Regions from separate parts of the Zea mays genome. Here regions 2 and 3 are each linked to region 1. A link is a contact called in public Hi-C data. All regions are on one chromosome and are shown on one strand. Each heading gives the region's core, a stretch centred on a gene start, on an enhancer-like site or on the middle of the called end of the contact. The rest is flanking DNA. Distances are from core to core; before and after follow the strand shown. Region 1 holds the start of LOC100277789. Region 2 has its middle 48 kb from the start of LOC100383907. Region 3 holds the start of LOC100191681 (60S ribosomal protein L8).

Evidence for each region. Hi-C and Micro-C count contacts between places; a contact is called where the count stands out from the background.
Region 2: a Hi-C map of tassel shows a contact between it and region 1, with 2.6 times the contacts expected there. The contact joins the enhancer-like site here to the promoter of LOC100277789 in region 1. A contact is called at or near these places in 2 of 25 Hi-C or Micro-C datasets (ear and tassel).
Region 3: a Hi-C map of ear shows a contact between it and region 1, with 3 times the contacts expected there. The contact joins the promoter of LOC100191681 here to the promoter of LOC100277789 in region 1. A contact is called at or near these places in 2 of 25 Hi-C or Micro-C datasets (ear and tassel).

The regions. Positions count from the first base shown.
Region 1 is chr7:35,362,212-35,365,373 of Zm-B73-REFERENCE-NAM-5.0, reverse strand. It overlaps LOC100277789, which reads right to left and starts at 1,715. Exons shown (of 1, transcript NM_001151269.2): 1 at 1,087-1,715. The coding sequence starts at 1,648. The coding sequence ends at 1,202.
Region 2 is chr7:35,576,970-35,580,131 of Zm-B73-REFERENCE-NAM-5.0, reverse strand. No RefSeq gene overlaps it. Among protein-coding and RNA genes, the nearest start is that of LOC100383907, 48 kb to the left of the region's middle. Within about 2 kb of position 1,496, at least 4 of the 20 cell types and tissues checked have an H3K27ac peak or open chromatin away from gene starts, as enhancers often do. A contact at or near this core is called in tassel, where this site is marked.
Region 3 is chr7:35,216,879-35,220,040 of Zm-B73-REFERENCE-NAM-5.0, reverse strand. LOC100191681 (60S ribosomal protein L8) reads right to left here and starts at 1,426. Exons shown (of 2, transcript NM_001137110.2): 1 at 843-1,426; 2 at 1-99. The coding sequence starts at 1,282.

The sequences.
Region 1 (3,162 bases), core at 466-2,965:
CATGAATAAAGTAGCTAAATAGTAGGTGACATTTAGTCCATTTAAATGTTTAGACTAACATCGATGAATAGACAACCAAAATCTCACTATACAACCCTAACAATAGAATAATTGCACACATGCATCTCCATGGGATGGTTCAACACAAGAATACAATGGTATACAAATATCTGAACTGTTAGCTCCAAATTTATATTTGGTACTGATTTTTTTTTGTTTAGTTATTTTTTAAAGCACATGTAGTCCAAATACCAAGTCATTCAATAAATTATAGCAAAAGTACATTTAAATTTTATAATGATGTGTTATTGGTAAAAGAATCAAATTTATTTTTAAAGATATCATTTGAATTTAATGAATTTAGGAAGAAAAATCAAAGTCAATTAAAGTTTGAACCGGTGAGATATGAATTTTGGAAGGTTGGTTGCTAGTTAGATTAGAGAAAAGGAAGAACACAAAACTGATTCGATAAAATGGTTGGGCCACTGCTAGTATGAATAGAGAGGGAGAGAGAGGTCAGCCCGCAGGCCGTGCAAGGCCAAGAGAATACCAGGTAAGGAAATGGGCTAGACTGAGTTCCTCCCGAGGCCAGGATGTGTTTATTAAAAACATTTAACTTTTGTTTTATTTCTAGGGAATTTTATATTTGTAGAGTTCTTACAAACTCGATCTAAAAATTCTACAAATTGGACGTTTGAGTCGAGGACTTATTTGCTTAGTATTTGAGGGCATTTTACTGTACGTTCGAGGAATGTGGTACGGGTCGTCATGAGAAAAGGAAGAAAAAAAATGCCATAAGCTGTTTATATAAATAATGGGTCGATTATATATGCTATGTTTTTGTCCTTTTACATATAAATTATAGAACAATAGTTTGTTTGATAAATTTATTTGTATTTAACTGAATATTGATCAAAGTTTTAAATTCCTGAGAAAATACAAATATAGAATGAATCGTTTGTGTCTATTAGCAAGCACCTTCATGACCGACTAGATTGCTCAGTTGTATCGGTCAATTTCTTAGCTCGTACAGTACGATTTTATCATGCAAATCATTCGGGAGGTGCGTGGCTGGATAGAAGATAAGGGTTTGGCAAATCACCTGCGCGCGAGCATACATTTGGGCAGCAACACCAACGCGAGAAACCAAACCACACAGAACTACATACAAATCGAAAGGAGCTAGAAATCTACTGACGAATCAATCCACGAACGCGTACTGCTCGTAGCGCACGCTGCAGTCCACGAGCACGGCCCTGGCACCGACGCTGTACCCGCAGGAGGCGTCCATCTGGCTCACGGCGGAGCGGAGGCAGGCAGCGCAGTCCGCGGCGGACAGCGCCGCCCGGCACGCGGCGTGCCCGTACGCGAAGGCGGCCGGGTACGGGGAGATGTCGTAGAAGTCGTGGCCTGCCCGGACCGGCGTGGCGGACAACAGCTCCGACAGCACGAACGTTAGGCTCGTCGCGAAGGGGTCCCCGGCGCCGTAGGACGCGCCATTGCACAGCACCGAGAGCGCCTCCGTGTTGGGCGTCGCGGCCATGGCGCCGCGCGTGTGCGAGGAAGCGAGCAGCAGCCACAGCATCAGCATGATGGGAGTAACGAGGAAGGGTGGCGGTGCTGGTGCCTGACGGGTTGGAGATGCCATGGTGCTCGATGTATTTTTGTGCGTGTATAGTAAGTAGCACCTTTTGACTGTGATCTTCTTGTTCTTGGGGAAAAAAATAGGCAAGACGTACGTATAGGTCGAGGCCGGCTTGGCCTGCCGGCCGGCCGGCATATGGTATGTGGTCTTTGTCATGGCGTGCGTCGTGGGATCCTCCTGTTGGGGACTTGTTCTTAAATGCTTCGAATTAAGAACAAGGCAACATAAAAAGTGTTAAGTGTTAAAGTCCTTCGTCCTTCGAAGCATTATGTCCCTTCGGGAAATAATGAGTTTCGGACGAAGATCATAAGAAACATACCTTCGTAAACATAACAAGTAATGACGAAGGATTCATATAAAGCATGAAATATAATATAAGCATCATCATAGGATCATTTCTATTTTATTAACATGGAAAAATAGAAATGATTTCAAATTACAAATGTACCTTCGGTCCTGAGAGAAGATAAAAAGTACAAGCGTGACGCAAAAGCAAAATGCCAAGTCAGCGTGAACAGTACGGGAGTACTGTTCATCTATTTATAGACGCGGGACACAGCCCACGTAAAATTACATTTATGTCCATTACATTTGTCAATGACTTATGGAAACCTGACAAGGTCCACGTAGTCTTTTCATCTTTAAGTCGGTTCCCCTCTCTGCTATCGCGACGAAGCTTCCCTGCGCACAGCTTCGGCTGTGCACCATCCTTCGTGGAGCTTGGTAATCAGCCCGTCCTTCGTCTGGTTCAGGCTTCGTCCTGACCGCACTTCATGTTCGTAATTCTGAGTCCGAAGGTACCTGTTCACATAATCTACTTGGAAAACATTGTTAAATCATGTTTTTGAGGACCTTCGGAGGACGAAGGCCCCCAACAGTAGCCCCTCGCAATATTAATTTGTTTGAAATAATAAATTCAGATTGCGACATGAACGAAGGCTTTATGCCGAAGGTCCGAAAAAACACCTTCCCTTTGCTAGAATAGCAACATTCAATGACAAGTGGGGTCTTTCAACTTTCAACGCATCAAGCGTATAAATACGGCCATACCGCAAACTTATTTTGCACGCTTTCTGGCCAACCACTCTTGCTCACTCATTTTTTAGCTCTCGTGCACTGTGATCTGCTAAGCTTTTAGCTTTGAAGCTTCGGCTTTGAAAACAGTTTTTTAGTGTTTCCGAAGATGTCTGAAGCTGCTAAGAAGGCTGCTGCTGAAATGAAGCTGAGTCTTGATGAAGAGAAGAACTTAGGGTTTCTTATAGCAATGTCGAAGACCAACACAGAAAAGATCACCAGGGAAATTCTGGAAGGGCTGTCTGAAGATACTGGTGACAGTGAAAGTTATGATGTGGACAGCGGTGGCGAAGACTCCGAAGATCGCCCCTGGCGACCAAGCCATTCAGTTTATGGTAAATCAACTATCAAAGAGAATCATCTTGTTAATATGAGAGGAAGGTATTTCCGGGATCTGTCCATTGTGAGGGCGGACGAAGGGGAAAAGACTTGTCCACACCCTG
Region 2 (3,162 bases), core at 247-2,746, 210 kb before region 1:
CTATAAATAGATGAACAGTACCCCACATAAAGTACCTTTAGCTAGGTGTTATAGCTTCGTATAGCTCAGCCTCTGAAAGATCTTCATGCTATCTTGCATCAAGAAGCCGAAGGTATGATTATAAACCTGCTTTGTATAAGATAAATGAAATGATAAGGCACATTAGATAAGCTCTCATATCTTCGTCATACTCTTGTGTATTTCATTCGACTACATTCAACCTTCGTCTTTGAATAGTTATCCCGAAGTAATAACACTTCAAGGACGAAGGCTTCTACTTTTAACATTGTGTTGCCTTGTTTTTGATTCCATACAACAATTGAAAACAAGTGACCAACATTAAACTTTCATGAACCATGACTGATCGTTTCTCGGCAAGCTGGTGTATAGGTTATTTAACATGTCCTGATCTTGATGTATCTAATTTTCAGATACTTTTATACTGTTGTATATCATTGCTAACTGAGCTACCACTTAGATGGTTTTAGAGATATCAATTTGTACAGCCCAATAAAAAAACTGAGCTACTACTCCTAAACTCCTATCTGGTTTGTGTTCACAATTTCGTTTTGGGTGATCCAAATTTCATTTTGTTGATCAAAATTTGACTTTTGTATTTTTATATTTTGAATCAAAATCTATTTGAAACCAGACCGTTTCTCGGTCAGTGGCGAAAAAGAAAAAATGGCGAAACTCAGCTGATACTGCGGCTAGAACGTAAACGATGGCTTGTAGTCAATAGTCATTCATAAAACCACAATTTCATTCATATTGCTTTGCAGAATTTGTATCTCAGATTCAGATGTACTACTAAGCCGGCTTCATCGTTGTCGCCTTTGAGGCTGTGACCTATCAATAGGGATGCAATACCAAACGTTTTTTGGATAAGTTTTGGGTCATCAATTCAATATTTGTTAAAATAAACAAAATGACAATATCATATAATTAATTGGGGGGTGGGGGCGAATTATGGTAGTTGATAAAAACATTAGGGCTTCGCATGCCTTCATCTTGCTCTGTACACAAAATTGTGGTAAAGTACGTTTCGCAATGTCATTTACAATTACATGGGCCTCTTCATCGATATCAATTTATATGTGGGATAGAAAAGGTCCATTTTATCATCCTTAACTATCAGTCAGTTTTCTCTCTTAAATATAAAATTGAATATAACTTATTTTTATGTTTAATGTTCGACTATCCGTTCGGATTCATCTGGGGCCCTTGCGGAACAGCCATTGTGCGAGACCTTTTCTTGTCATCTAGATCCAGATGAGATCGAACGGTTGAAAAAAAAACATCGATGTGGATTGGGGCAGGAAGGCCCAAAACGCAGGTCCATTGTCAGAGTTTAGTTTCTTTGCGCCACTGGCGGTGGCGGTCCAAGCCTGAGGTCACAGCCCTCAGGCATCCCTTCCCTTTATTCCCCTTCCTATATAATCCCATCGCGATTGTCTTCTTTGTGCTTCCGCTTCCGACTTCCGTTCCGCAAAATCGAAAGCTCGGCGTTGCCCTGTCTCGAGCTCGAAGGGCTTTGTCCCTTGTCACGGTCCCCTTGGCCGTGGCGTCTCCACCCCGACGTGAGCACCTACACAGGTAACCAGGAAGAAGATTCAGGTATGTGGTTATGATTTCTGTTATTCTTCTCATCCGTTTCTTCGTTCACAAGTATGAGTACTTATAACTATTACAATCTGGGCTTAATCCTTCCAAGATTACACGGCCCAATACCGGCCTGATATTTCAAAAGATAATTGCTATACTAAGAAGTAGTAGAGGTTCTCACATCTCCCCCTGCTCCAGATGTTGATTGCCCCCAATCAAGCTCATTTGGAAACCTGGCCTTCAAAACATCAAAATCCTCCCAAGTAGAATCAGCAGAATCCAAATGAGACCAAGCCACTTTCACTTGAACCACTGGGTGGCTGCTTTGCACACCAGACGGCGGTCTAAAATCTGCACTGGTTTAACCTCCAGCCCACACAAATCCACCAACTTAGACAGATCAAAAAATACTGGAACAGAGTTAGGAGTAAAAGGTTTCAGTTGAGAAACATGAAATACTGGATGAATTAAGGCATGAGCCGGCAACTCCAACTCATAAGCAATTGTCCCAATACGCTTCAGCACAGTAAAAGGTCCGAAATATTTGAAAGCCAACTTTGGACATGGTCTATTTACCACTGAACTCTGCACATAAGGTTGCAGCTTAAGAAGAACTGATTCGCCCACCTGAAATTCTCTATCAGTTCGATGTTTATCTGCTTGTAATTTCATACGATTGCGAGCAGCTGCCAACTTGTCTTGCAAGAGCCTGGAATAACTCTGCCTTTCAGCCAACATCTCATCCACACTATGCTCACCAGTACCAGCAACCCCAAACTCCCCAAAAACAGCTGGATCATAGCCATATAGTGCCTTAAAAGGAGAACATCCAATGGCTGAATGAAAAGAAGAATTGTTCCACAATTCAGCCAAGGGTAACCAGTGCTTCCATTTCTTTGGAGTATCAGAAATGGCACACCTCAAATACATTTCAACATGTTGGTTAACTCTTTCAGATTGGCCATCTCACTGAGGGTGATAGGCTGTAGATAAAGCCAACTGAGTTCCCAATGTCTGAAATAAAGCTTTCCAGAATTGACTAGTGAAGACCTTATCCCTGTCAGACACTAATGTCTTAGGAACTCCATGAAGCTTAACCACATTATCCAGAAAACCCTGGGCAACAACAGCAGCAGAAAATGGATGTTTTAGTGGTAAGAAATGAGCATACTTCAAAAAACGATCCACCACCACTAAAATAGTGTCATAGCCCTCAGATTTAGGTAATCCTTCAATAAAATCCATGGTGAGATCTTGCCAAGCCCACTACGAATTGGTAATGGTTGGAGCAACCCAGGTGGATGAATCCTTTCTGACTTGGCATGTTGACACACCAAACATTGCTGCACAAAAGAAATCACCTCAGCTTTCAACCCTTTGCACCAAAAAAGTCTTTTAACTATGTGATAAGTTGCAGGTCCTCCAGAATGGCCCCCACAACACTATCATGCATAGCAGCAATTATCTTATTCCTTAGAGCAGAATTATTAGCAATCTAGATTTGATTCCCTTTCTTAATCAAACCTTGGCTCAAAGAAAAACCTTGTTCATTTGGAC
Region 3 (3,162 bases), core at 177-2,676, 150 kb after region 1:
AGCATTGGCTTCTCAGTCCTGCCACCACCAGCGACCTGCCCAATCATGGCACGGCAGCTACTTGGGACAATCTTCTTAGCACCAGAGGGGAGCTTGATCCTGAAAATCACAATACCATGTGTTCTTACTTCTTAGAGGCTGACCCACGAAACCCAGTAAACCCTAATTACACTGAGAAGAACAAAGCATATCAAGATAAGCTAGTGGACAAGAAAATTACCGGTAAGCGGTAACAACAAATATCATTTATAAGATGGATAAGGATGTACTGTCCTAAGAAGTTGGTTTCGGTCACATCTTGTGAAACATCTTAGATTTCGTTTTCAGTTTCTAAGGAAACATTTCAATAATTCAACTAGATGCCTCTTTTACTAGTCCATTATAGTTGATAGTGTCAGTGGGAGGGGTTCAAAAGTGAAATGGTATATGAACAAACATTCAAGCATTGAACTAAAATGACAACATAACCACAACCACTTGCTGGAAAAATCAACATAGAACCAAAAAAAATCACATCATCTTAATAAAACAGAACAGTTCTGCATTGAGTACAATTAGGGGTGGTAATGGATTGCGATCCAAATGCTTTTCACAAAATAGTAGGGCCCTAAATAAATTTTAGTTCAAAAATGAATAAAAATATGGCCCGATCCTATCCGATCTTTAAATCTTATTATCTTTAAATCTTATTGTGTAAAATTTAGAGCACATTGTCACCCCTAAGTACAATAGAACCAGTTTAAAACAGAGCGTAGTTCAATAGTTTTCAACATTGCCATAATGGGTTATGATTAATAAACGACACCGCTATGCGAACTTTAAGCAGACAGTGTGACCGTCACCTCGATGTGCCGTTGTCTGGGTTATGGCTGATAACGATCGCGTAGTCCCCAGACGCCCTGGCGAAGACACCGCGATCCCCGACGTGGTGCTCAACGTTGCAGACAACGGCACCCTCAGGGATCCCCCTGAGCGGCAGGACGTTGCCAATGGAGAGTGTAGCACGGCGTCCGCAGTAAACGAACTGGCCAGTGTACATGCCCTCAGCAGCCACGAACAGCTCCTTCTGGTGCTTGTACCGGAATGGATGGCGGAAGGTGACCTTGGCCAGCGGCGCGCCGCGGCCCGGGTCGTGGATGACGTCGGTGACCACGCCCTTCAGGTACCCGTTGCGCTCGCCGAAGTCGAGGGACCGGAACCGGGCAGGGCCCTTGCGGTGATGGGTATGGGACTTGAACACGGACCCCGCACCCTTGCGCTGAGCGCGAATCACGCGGCCCATCTTGCCGGCGGCGAAGTGTCTGGGGGAGGCGGCGCCGGAGGGGGAAGAATGGAAGAGCTAGGGTTTGGAGGCGGATATAGACGAGCGGGGTGGGCCGTCGGATACGAAGGTGGTTGGGCGGGCCTTCGGTGGGTAATGGACTAAGAGCATCTCCAAGAACGATGCTAAAAGACCCCGAAAAACTTTTTTCAGGGAGAAAGCTCGTTTTCTCTCCTCCAACAGCTCTTGCAAACTTCCCCCATATTTTCGCCGTCACGCATCCGAGCCGATCCATCCCGCAAATTTGCGCGAGGTGAAATCCCCCAATCCCTTCGCTGTCGCGCATAGCACCTGTTTCCGGCACCCATTTTCGCCCTCGCGCGCTTTTGTGTTGTTTGTAGCCATGGCGGGAGAGGCCTGATCGGTGTCGGCGGCGGCGGCGGCGGCGGCGGCGGCGGCGGCGGCAGCGGCCACAAGGACGGCTGCGGCAGTGGCACCGGTTTGAACTTTGAAGCACTTCGGCAGCGACGACGTCAAGGGCAACGGCTCCCGCGACAGCGGCTTCGGTGCTCCCTCGCATCTCGTCCAGTCGAGTCGGCTCCTTCATCCCTCCTCCCGTGCAGACGCACTCGGCAGCCAGCCACCAGCTCCCAGCCCCTGCAGCGCCCAGCCCTAGCCCCGCCCTCCGCCCGCTAGTAGCAGCGACAGTGCGCAACCTTGCAGGCACGCACAGCGCGGCCCCTGCCCTGCCCTCTGCTCGCCCCCTGCCCTGAGATAAGGATTGAATAGATAGTAGAGTTTACGTTTGATAATTTATGTGAGTTGTGATTTAGTTCTAGAACTACTAGTTTTGTATTTCTTGATTGCTCCAGGTATTGATGCCCTTGCAGTTGCTTGTAGGAGGTGGATGGGATATTCTACGGTCTGGTGGGGAGTAATGAATGGTTCATGGCACGCACAACCTGCTATCTCAGTTTCTGATAGTAGGGGCATTCTGCTGCTATGTCAACATGTTTTTTTATGTGTCTTCATGTGCTGGGAAGATGAATTGGTAGGAGACTGACTTGTTTTCATGAACTAGAAAGTTGGACAAGTAGTAGGCCAGCATGCCTTTATCCAAAGATCTTTTGTCTCTCATTTGTGTTAGAAACTAGCTACATGGTCGTTGCTTGATATGTTAATATTACTAGCATGTCACACAATGTTCATAATGGATATCTCGATCAATCATCTGTTTATCTTTTACAGTTTGTGTGCCTCGCTCAGTGACTGATGATGTTTCAAGCCATATTTGTCTGTTTATAGTTTCTAGCAAGGTCAAAAAACTTACCCCTGTTCTATGATTCAGACTTCAGAGGCTGGCGTAGCCATGGCACACTTAAATTTACCCTAGTATGCACATGTTGATGCAATAGTAGGAAAATAAACGCCTTGCATCTTGGGCCAGATTAGAGTTTTCAGCATTTGTTTAAGAAACTGTTGGAGTATACACTATAATTTACCTCTAAAATTTTTTAGCCTGCCCCCAATAGTTAATTTTTGGGAGGATATTTTTAGCTTCCTCTTGGAGTTGCTCTAACGGTGATACGTGATGGTAGGGCTGCACGAAATATTTGTGGCTCGATAAATCACTCGACTTGGCTTGTTAGTAGCTCGACTCGACTCGTTTTAATTTTGTAGCGAGCTAAATTAACATTCTAGCTCGGTTCTCTAATGAGCCAGCTCGGGTTAGCTCGCGAGCCAAACGAGCTAAGCCACAACACAAGTTTGCCTAGTCGTTGATGTCGTCTCATCTCTCATAGTCTTGTTTTCTTGTAGTTATGATCTGTGATATGGACATGTGTGGATATGTCATGTGCTTAAATATTTGCATTATTGCATGGCTACATACCTACATTGCA